Linked DNA regions of Oncorhynchus mykiss: region 1 is linked to region 2. Evidence: chromatin contacts called from public Hi-C data. All regions are on one chromosome and are shown on one strand. Each heading gives the region's core, a stretch centred on a gene start, on an enhancer-like site or on the middle of the called end of the contact. The rest is flanking DNA. Distances are from core to core; before and after follow the strand shown.

Evidence for each region. A called contact is a pair of places that touch in the nucleus more often than the background predicts.
Region 1: a contact with region 2 is called in a Hi-C map of blood, with 1.9 times the contacts expected there. The contact joins two enhancer-like sites. A contact is called at or near these places in 3 of 3 Hi-C or Micro-C datasets (blood and liver).

What each region holds. Positions count from the first base shown.
Region 1 is chr30:20,443,025-20,448,595 of USDA_OmykA_1.1, forward strand. The region is part of intron 2 of LOC110521516 (nuclear factor 1 C-type); the gene reads left to right. Among protein-coding and RNA genes, the nearest start is that of LOC118945756, 77 kb to the left of the region's middle. Within about 2 kb of position 4,102, at least 5 of the 11 cell types and tissues checked have an H3K27ac peak or open chromatin away from gene starts, as enhancers often do. A contact at or near this core is called in liver, where this site is marked.
Region 2 is chr30:20,404,397-20,409,933 of USDA_OmykA_1.1, forward strand. It overlaps LOC110521516 (nuclear factor 1 C-type), which reads left to right. Exons shown (of 11, transcript XM_036968482.1): 2 at 513-1,044. Among protein-coding and RNA genes, the nearest start is that of LOC118945756, 38 kb to the left of the region's middle. Within about 2 kb of position 1,800, at least 3 of the 11 cell types and tissues checked have an H3K27ac peak or open chromatin away from gene starts, as enhancers often do. A contact at or near this core is called in liver, where this site is marked.

The DNA of each region.
Region 1 (5,571 bases), core at 2,852-5,351, 41 kb after region 2:
GGGGTGGAACACTACTTCGGGGGTGGAACACTACTTCGGGGGTGGAACACTACTTCGGGGGTGGAACACTACTTCAGGGGTGGGAACACTACTTCAGGGGTGGAACACTACTTCGGGGGTGGAACACTACTTCGGGGGTGGAACACTACTTCGGGGGTGGAACACTACTTCGGGGGTGGAACACTACTTCAGGGGTGGAACACTACTTCAGGGGTGGGAACACTACGTCAGGGGTGGAACACTACTTCGGGGGTGGAACACTACTTCAGGGGTGGAACACTACTTCAGGGGTGGGAACACTACTTCAGGGGTGGAACACTACTTCAGGGGTGGGAACACTACTTCAGGGGTGGAACACTACTTCGGGGGTGGAACACTACTTCGGGGGTGGAACACTACTTCGGGGGTGGAACACTACTTCGGGGGTGGAACACTACTTCGGGGGTGGAACACTACTTCGGGGGTGGAACACTACTTCAGGGGTGGAACACTACTTCAGGGGTGGGAACACTACGTCAGGGGTGGGAACACTACGTCAGGGGTGGGAACACTACGTCAGGGGTGAGAACACTACTTCAGGGGTGGGAACACTACTTCGGGGGTGGAACACTACTTCAGGGGTGGAACACTACTTCGGGGGTGGAACACTACTTCAGGGGTGGAACACTACTTCGGGGGTGGAACACTACGTCAGGGGTGAGAACACTACGTCAGGGGTGAGAACACTACTTCAGGGGTGGGAACACTACTTCGGGGGTGGAACACTACTTCAGGGGTGGGAACACTACTTCGGGGGTGGAACACTACTTCAGGGGTGGAACACTACTTCGGGGGTGGAACACTACGTCAGGGGTGAGAACACTACGTCAGGGGTGAGAACACTACTTCAGGGGTGGGAACACTACTTCGGGGGTGGAACACTACTTCAGGGGTGGAACACTACTTCAGGGGTGGAACACTACTTCAGGGGTGGAACACTACTTCAGGGGTGGAACACTACTTCAGGGGTGGGAACACTACTTCGGGGGTGGAACACTACTTCGGGGGTGGAACACTACTTCAGGGGTGGAACACTACTTCAGGGGTGGAACACTACTTCAGGGGTGGAACACTACTTCAGGGGTGGGAACACTACTTCAGGGGTGGGAACACTACGTCAGGGGTGGGAACACTACGTCAGGGGTGGGAACACTACGTCAGGGGTGAGAACACTACTTCAGGGGTGGGAACACTACTTCAGGGGTGGGAACACTACGTCAGGGGTGGGGACACTACGTCAGGGGTGGGAACACTACGTCAGGGGTGGGAACACTACGTCAGGGGTGGGGACACTACGTCAGGGGTGGGAACACTACTTCAGGGGTGGGAACACTACGTCAGGGGTGGGGACACTACGTCAGGGGTGGGAACACTACGTCAGGGGTGGGGACACTACGTCAGGGGTGGGGACACTACGTCAGGGGTGGGAACACTACTTCAGGGGTGGGAACACTACTTCAGGGGTGGGAACACTACTTCAGGGGTGGAACACTACTTCAGGGGTGGGAACACTACTTCAGGGGTGGAACACTACTTCGGGGGTGGAACACTACTTCGGGGGTGGAACACTACTTCGGGGGTGGAACACTACTTCGGGGGTGGAACACTACTTCGGGGGTGGAACACTACTTCGGGGGTGGAACACTACTTCAGGGGTGGAACACTACTTCAGGGGTGGGAACACTACGTCAGGGGTGGGAACACTACGTCAGGGGTGGGAACACTACGTCAGGGGTGAGAACACTACTTCAGGGGTGGGAACACTACTTCGGGGGTGGAACACTACTTCAGGGGTGGAACACTACTTCGGGGGTGGAACACTACTTCAGGGGTGGAACACTACTTCGGGGGTGGAACACTACGTCAGGGGTGAGAACACTACGTCAGGGGTGAGAACACTACTTCAGGGGTGGGAACACTACTTCGGGGGTGGAACACTACTTCAGGGGTGGGAACACTACTTCGGGGGTGGAACACTACTTCAGGGGTGGAACACTACTTCGGGGGTGGAACACTACGTCAGGGGTGAGAACACTACGTCAGGGGTGAGAACACTACTTCAGGGGTGGGAACACTACTTCGGGGGTGGAACACTACTTCAGGGGTGGAACACTACTTCAGGGGTGGAACACTACTTCAGGGGTGGAACACTACTTCAGGGGTGGAACACTACTTCAGGGGTGGGAACACTACTTCGGGGGTGGAACACTACTTCGGGGGTGGAACACTACTTCAGGGGTGGAACACTACTTCAGGGGTGGAACACTACTTCAGGGGTGGAACACTACTTCAGGGGTGGGAACACTACTTCAGGGGTGGGAACACTACGTCAGGGGTGGGAACACTACGTCAGGGGTGGGAACACTACGTCAGGGGTGAGAACACTACTTCAGGGGTGGGAACACTACTTCAGGGGTGGGAACACTACGTCAGGGGTGGGGACACTACGTCAGGGGTGGGAACACTACGTCAGGGGTGGGAACACTACGTCAGGGGTGGGGACACTACGTCAGGGGTGGGAACACTACTTCAGGGGTGGGAACACTACGTCAGGGGTGGGGACACTACGTCAGGGGTGGGAACACTACGTCAGGGGTGGGGACACTACGTCAGGGGTGGGGACACTACGTCAGGGGGGGAACACTACTTCAGGGGTGGGAACACTACCTCAGGGGTGGGAACACTACGTCAGGGGTGGGAACACTACCTCAGGGGTGGGAACACTACCTCAGGGGTGGGAACACTACCTCAGGGGTGGGAACACTACGTCAGGGGTGGGAACACTACCTCAGGGGTGGGAACACTACCTCAGGGGTGGAACACTACTTCAGGGGTGGAACACTACGTCAGGGGTGGGAACACTACCTCAGGGGAGGGAACACTACCTCAGGGGTGGGAACACTACGTCAGGGGTGGGAACACTACGTCAGGGGTGGGAACACTACTTTGGGGGTGGAACACTACTTCGGGGGTGGGAACACTATGTTCAGGGGTGGAACACTACGTCAGGGGTGGGAACACTACTTTGGGGGTGGAACACTACTTCGGGGGTGGGAACACTATGTTCAGGGGTGGGAACACTACGTCAGGGGTGGGAACACTACGTCAGGGGTGGAACACTACTTCGGGGGTGGAACACTACTTCAGGGGTGGAACACTACTTCAGGGGTGGAACACTACTTCAGGGTTGGGAACACTACCTCAGGGGTGGAACACTACTTCAGGGGTGGAACACTACTTCAGGGGTGGGAACACTACGTCAGGGGTGGGAACACTACGTCAGGGGTGGGAACACTACTTCAGGGGTGGGAACACTACGTCAGGGGTGGGAACACTACGTCAGGGGTGGGAACACTACGTCAGGGGTGGGAACACTACTTCAGGGGTGGGAACACTACGTCAGGGGTGGGAACACTACGTCAGGGGTGGGAACACTACGTCAGGGGTGGGAACACTACGTCAGGGGTGGGAACACTACTTCAGGGGTGGGAACACTACGTCAGGGGTGGGAACACTACGTCAGGGGTGGGAACACTACGTCAGGGGTGGGAACACTACGTCAGGGGTGGGAACACTACTTCAGGGGTGGGAACACTACTTCAGGGGGAAAGGTAGCTAGATAACTGTTGTCGTGTAACTCATGTCTTGGGGTGGTATCTAAGAATCGCAAAGCCACGGCTTTGAGAGTGCGTCATGCAGATACAGTATTTCTATGAAATATACTCGGTCACCCCATTCTCCGACCGCTTTATTGAATTGATTCAATCCAGACTTATGTGCTTTTTGCTGAATTATTTAGCTATAATGTGCTCAGTAGGTCTACCTCTCAAAGTCTATATCCACCATACCCAAGATATGAGTCAGTCCCAGTTCCAGACCCCAGGCCTCTCATATCCCCTTTTCACAAGACAATTTTCCCTCCAGAGGGATTCATTTTGCCTTGTAGTTGAGGTTAAGCCTTTAGGCACCAGTGCCAAGCCACAGTCCATCAACTGGAGCTGCCATCCATCCATACAACACATCATATCACCCAGGCAGGCACCAGGCAGACACCCAGCTATCTGTGGGAGGAGGGTTGCCTCAGATGACCTCCTATGTTGATCCTCTGCTCTCTCTCTCGACACTTGTGGCACGCGCTGCAAGTTTGATAGGAGTGCTGAGATTAGTGGTGTGAACAGAGAGAATGTTAAGTGAAGCTTCACTTCCAAGGCAGTACTTTCAGCAAATGTTCCAGTTTGAAGAAGTATCTTCAACAGCATATTAGACTGAGCAGAATCTGTATCTATACTAAACATGAGACCTACAGAAATCTCTCTGTCTCTGTGTCTCTCCTCTTTGTTCCCAGACTGCACTTTGACAGCTCACAGATTGGTGCTCGTCAAAAGAACACAAACAATCTTACAAAAACCACTCTGGTCGTTTAACGACCTCCCTTTTTCTTTCTGGTCGCTGCTGGCTCACCCCTAACATGTGGCGTAAAGATTCCAGAGTGTCAGACCACCTATGTCTGGCTCTCATCAGCCTCCCTGACTTCATTGGCTCACTTCAATGCTGCACCAATAGGATGGATGACAGCATCTGCATCTGCCAATTAAATGTCCTGTAGTGACTGATTACCAGGGGTGAAAAACTGCACCTTCTCATTGAAGCCATGGAAGTTCAAATCTGACAGGCTTGTTAGCAGAAAACAGGATCCCCATTAAAATGAATGGGAAAATAGCAGTTTTCGTGGTCATTCTTCATGTGAATAGAAATATGTTTAGAAGACAATCATGGTACCAATAATTGCTTTTAATCGACCAGATGTATGTCCTTGAACTGATTATTTTTCTAATTGTACACAGATGACGTTATAAGGATAAATTAGTTGCTAATGGCAGCCTACAGTATCCCGGTCGGCCTTTTAACTTGAGTTACTCAATGAAAGGGGGCAGCACTGATCTAGCCTGCAACCTCACTTCCTGGAGTAACCAGGAAGTGAATGGTGTCATATGATTAATGGCTTTGTCCATTCATATAAACAGTCATTGCTGATTACACTAGTGCTTTAATTTAATGTATTACAGTAGATGCAGTTTAGCCTAAGATCCATTGCTGGTTAGCAGAAACACTCATCAGACTCATCCTGTGTGTATGTGACAGCTGTACATTTCTACACTCACCGTACTATAGTAGTGGTTGTGGCTGGGTCATCTAAGCCAAAGCATGCTGTATCAGTAGTGAATTCTGCATCAGAGCCCTGTGAAACTACTGACCTCCACACTGCCCCCTGTGGTTACAGATGGACACACACCCAGGCCAGGGCAACCTGGGAAAGTTTTTTAAAATGGTAATGATATATTATACTAGTATAACTAACTGGCTTGGTGAACAGTATGTGAGAAGTGATTATTGACCACACAGAATAACAAGGCATTGGCCCTCTGTGTAAAAACTTAGCTGGGCAAACAGAGAGCAGTGAAGTGAGACATTAACATCCTTGGGGGGTCTGTCCATGAAGTTGTTCCTAGGGCGTACCATTGTGGTCTGATA
Region 2 (5,537 bases), core at 550-3,049:
AAACCTGCAGACATGCAAACACATGAACGTAGGCACCATGCCTATATATTAGACTATATCGTTTTGCAAATTATATGTGCAAATGATCTCTGAATGCCTTTTATAGGGCAGGCTGGTGCATATGGGATTTTTGCTCAGTGAAAATATGGAAGTAATTAGAGATACCAAGAGAACATTGCTCAATCGTTGTGGGCTAAACAGCAAAGCAACTGTGGCTTGTGAGGTGCCCCAAAGTCATGCAGATGTATATTTTGTTTGTTGAAAATCTGACCAAAAGAAGGCAAATAATCAACAAAACATAATTGAATAAATGATTACTGTTGGTGGTGGTGTTCCACTGAGCATGGAGACAAATAACCACTATGGTTGCACTTTTCTTTATTTACAGTAATTGGTTCCATACACATGTACTGTATACACTGTTATAGGTTACGGTTCATACAGCATGGTCGCTTCTGGTACATTTATGTAGAAAGTAGTACTTACCCCTTTCTTCTTGTCCACTTATCCAGGATGAGTTTCATCCGTTCATCGAGGCCCTTCTGCCGCATGTGCGTGCCTTCGCCTACACCTGGTTCAACCTGCAGGCGCGCAAACGCAAGTACTTCAAGAAGCACGAGAAAAGGATGACTAAGGACGAAGAGCGGGCAGTGAAGGACGAGCTGCTGGGAGAGAAGCCCGAGGTCAAGCAGAAGTGGGCGTCGCGTCTGCTGGCCAAACTGCGCAAGGACATCCGGCCTGAGTGCCGCGAGGACTTTGTGCTGTCCATCACGGGGAAGAAGCCCCCCTGCTGTGTCCTCTCTAACCCTGACCAGAAGGGCAAGATGAGGAGGATCGACTGCCTGCGTCAGGCCGACAAGGTATGGAGGCTGGACCTGGTCATGGTCATCCTGTTCAAGGGCATCCCGCTGGAGAGCACGGACGGAGAGCGCCTGGTCAAGGCTGGGCCGTGCAACAACCCCATCCTCTGTGTCCAGCCACACCACATCAGTGTCTCGGTCAAGGAGCTGGACCTCTACCTGGCCTACTTCGTACAGGAGAGAGGTACTGCACTGCACTCACATTCTCGCTAGTGTTTTATCAACGGTTCCTTTTGCATCAGTGTCATGTCAGTGGAGGAAGTCTACACAGATGCTGTGGCGTAGTGAACAACTGTTGACTCAGTGGAGGATCTTTTGAACAACCACTTTACTGAGTCACACAGCACTGTAGAAGTTGGTCTTGAGAGAGTGAGGGGATACCTAGTCGGTTGTACAACTGAATGCATTCAACTGAATAGTGTCTTGTGCATGTAACCCAACCCCTCTGAATCAGAGTGGTGCGGGGGATTGTCTGAATGGGGATTAACTGCCTTGCTCAAGGGCAGAACAGCAGATTTTAGCACCTTGCCAGCTCAGGGATTTGAACCAGAAACATTTCAGATTACTGGCCCAGTGATCTTAACCACTAAGCTACCTGCCACCCCGGGAGAGCGAGAGAGACAGATAGTTAGCGAGAGAGGGCAAGCGAGAGAGAAGAAAGTAGAAAGAGAGAAATGAACTGGAGCCAAGTCCTGACAGTGTAAATCATTTTAAATGAGCATGGATTTCGAACGCCAGCCTCAGAGATGTGTTAATGTACAGTGTTTAATAAAAGGGTGTAGCCTGGTAGTTAGAGGGGAAAGCTGGGCACCAGCTGATGCACAGACAGGCAGGCAGGGTGCCTCTCAGGGCTAGAGCCAGCAGCCATCAGACAGGGCCACTCTCTGCATCCTCTGCTACTTGGCTCAGAGTGGGGTGACCTGGCAGGCTGGTTGGGACCCATGGCAGAGGCCAAGGAGGAGTTGTCCCATCAGAGGAGGCAGCCCCTCCCTGGCCCCTGCCATAGGTCTCAACAAGCCTGCCAGGTCACTATTAAGCGAATTGGCTGTTCTATTAGACCTCTTTAGTGGCAGGGAGGAGCAAAGCTTGTCATCAAATACAATTATGATCATAAAAATAAATCCTCTGCTACTGTCAGCCTATGTTACAATGCAAACAGTTTGGAAATATTATGGGAAGCAATTGGCTCCATATGCAGGTAAAATCATTATTTTGCTGTACGATATACTGAATGCAGGGACTCAGCACTGCAGAAGACCCTCCTCAGCCTTTCTGTGTGTGAGCAGAGCAGACAGACAGGGTCTTCTCTATGGCCTGTGTGTGTGTGTGTGTGTGTGTGTGTGTGTGTGTGTGTGTGTGTGTGTGTGTGTGTGTGTGTGTGTGTGTGTGTGTGTGTGTGTGTGTGTGTGTGTGTGTGTGTGTGTGTTGTGTTACATTATCAGTAATTGCTTTCATTTTGCTATACATTCTTAGCTGAATACTTTTTTTTACAAGACTTTTCAAGCTTGTTAGCTTAGTTTATTTTCTTCTTAATTATTAACATCTTTTATTTAGGATTTTGTCCACATTTGACTCTCAATATGACAGGCCTAAAGCTGAAATCCTTTCTGTGCTAGTCAATCTCAGGTCAATTTGCCCCTGCCCCTTTCTGTGCTGGTCAATCTGCCCCTGAACAAGGCAGGTAACTCACTGTTTCCCGGTAGGCCATCATTGTAAATAAACATTTTGTTCTTAACTGATTTGCCTAGTTAAATAAAGGTAAAAAAATCTGCTGTATTTGTTTAGATTGAATAAATATGGCTGTTCCTGAGGTGAACAGAAAAAGGAAGATGACAGAGAGGGCGAGAAGAGAGGGAAGCCTGATAGCTGAGCTAGTGCTGGAAATTATTTCTGTCCTCAGCTGTGAGCTCCCAGCTAGCACATAATGCTCTGAGAACCATCCCAGCTAGCACATAATGCTCTGAGAACCATCCCAGCTAGCACATAATGCTCTGAGAACCATCCCAGTTAGCACATAATGCTCTGAGAACCATCCCAGCTAGCACATAATGCTCTGAGAACCATCCCAGCTAGCACATAATGCTCTGAGAACCATCCCAGCTAGCACATAATGCTCTGAGAACCATCCCAGCTAGCACATAATGCTATGAGAACCATCCCAGCTAGCACATAATGCTCTGAGAACCATCCCAGCTAGCACATAATGCTCTGAGAACCATCCTAGCTAGCACATAATGCTATGAGAACCATCCCAGCTAGCACATAATGCTCTGAGAACCATCCCAGCTAGCACATAATGCTCTGAGAACCATCCCAGCTAGCACATAATGCTATGAGAACCATCCCAGCTAGCACATAATGCTCTGAGAACCATCCCAGCTAGCACATAATGCTATGAGAACCATCCCAGCTAGCACATAATGCTCTGAGAACCATATGTTTCTTAGAGCTTTATGAGAGCGTGGTTAACCTATGGTTAGTTTGCATACAACCTTCCCACAACTTTCTGGGAATGGAGCAGGACAGTTGCTTGGCGTTGGAACATTCTCAGCACATTTACGGAAGTTGACAAAAAAACTTTATTTTAATGAAACTTTATTTCATTACCTTAACAGAACATTTGCTAAAAGTTCAAATGTGGTTACATTTCATTTCAATTTTGTAATGTTCTAGGAACGTTCGTCAGCTGGTTAGGAAACTAGTTTCCTCATGGTTCTATTTAAAGTAATGTTCTCAAATTGTTCTGAGAATGTTAAAAACTTTAGTAACGTTAAGAGAATGTTCTAAGAATGTTATTTAAAAACATATTCATTCCATTCTCAGCATCAACATAACTCGCTCTATCCTTTATCTTGTTGCGTTTGTTCACGTGTTGGCCTCTTAATGAGTGCTTGATTCCTTTGAAATGGGGTCTGTTTGAAGAGACTAAAATGAACAGCTTTGTATGCGCAAAAAACATGTCATGCTAGCTTCATCCTGGTGATGAATTGGACTAATTCCATCGATCGAGAGCAAAATATTATATGTTCAATTCTCACTGATGCCTTGTCACAAACAAAAATAAATATGTTTACATGATTAATGCCTGAGGAAATTAATTTCCATTCGTCCTATCTGTATTTTGAGTTTAAAAAAAATTAAAACAAAATAAGCTGACAGTGTTATTAAAAGTCTTAATGAAACATTCAGTGAAAGTTTTAAGTGATTCCAAAACCTATAATTTCTGTTCTCAGAGCGTTAATTAAACCTCCCAAGAAACTTTAAAGAAACCAGAGTAAAATGTTCTCAGAACCTCCCTGCAACCTAAAAATAAACGTTCCCAGAACAGGCGAAATGTTCACTTCAGTTTTACAAGTCAGGAAACATATAGCTTTGGCCCACAACCTATATGGAACCAAAAACATACGTTCCCACAACTTCCATGGAACCAAATAAACTAGCTGGGCTGTGTGTCTGCCACTGATCTACCTCTGGCCTGGCTGGCTCTGGCCCCTCCCACCAGTAAACCCTGTCACCCCCCCCACCCCTCCCTGAGGCAACCTTCACCCTGAGATGTCTGGGTCATGGTGCAGCACAGCCTCCCTGTCACCTGACCTGCCTAATAGCCTACAAACTCCTGGCTGTAAACACTCTGATAAGGAGCTGCAGCTTTTCACTTTCACTCAGACCAAAGAAAGAGGGAGGGCGGGAGCGAGGAGGCTAGTTCTGAGAGAGGGAAAGGAAAGGAAGGAGGGGGAGAGAGAGGGAGAGCAGAGAGGCAACCAGTCAGCATTTGTTCTTAAAGGCACAGACCCCCCTTTCAGTTCCAAGGATATGTTGTGCTCTGATTCCTTCATCAGAGCTCTCTCTCCACCTCCTCCCTCCCTCCCTCCCTGATCTCATCTCTGGGTTGGACAGGGAGAGCAGTGTTAGCAGTGTTAAGCCATCAAACAGCAACACCAGCTGGGCTGTGTTGGTCTCTGCTCATTTGCTGGCCTGTGTTTTGGTATCTTTACTAATTGAGCAGAGTGCAGTACTCCCGCATGCATTGGATCCCCAAGGATGATGCTGGGTTAAAGCTTGTTGTTTTCTGCCTCTATGTTAATCAGAGTTTAATTTGCAGCAATAATGTGTTTACACAACTCCCCTGTTTGGCTTATTACTCATATTTGTGGTAATAGTTTTTATTGCAGAATAATAAATGATGACCCAATGTAACTGTGCCAACTCTTTTAACAGGTTCTACTTGTCTTCTGTCATTCTGAAATTTTCTTGTGTTTGAAGACTTTTTATTAAACTCAATATAGCATAAAAATTGTCACAATAGATGGTACGGTGGTTTGACCAATTTCACAAAACACTCTTGTGAGGAGACAGTGCCAAGTTCTAAGTGAGCACTTACTGAGAATCTGAGCTCAGCCTCTCTGCCTCGAGCTGCCCGTGAACCCCTCCCATCTCCGGACTCCTCCATCTGCTGCCACGGCACTGCACAAAAAACACATTGTGTGTGTGCACTGTAACATTATGCTGTTATGTCACACACACTAAACTACCACACTGTACAGTTGTCTCTGTGACCGTTGAGCAGCATACCGTAAATCTGCACCCTGCACTGTGGCGGCCGCTTCCTGCTGCAGAGGCTCAGACTCAGAGAGATCCCGCTCTCTCAGGCTCAGTCACAGACACGCATGTTCAGTC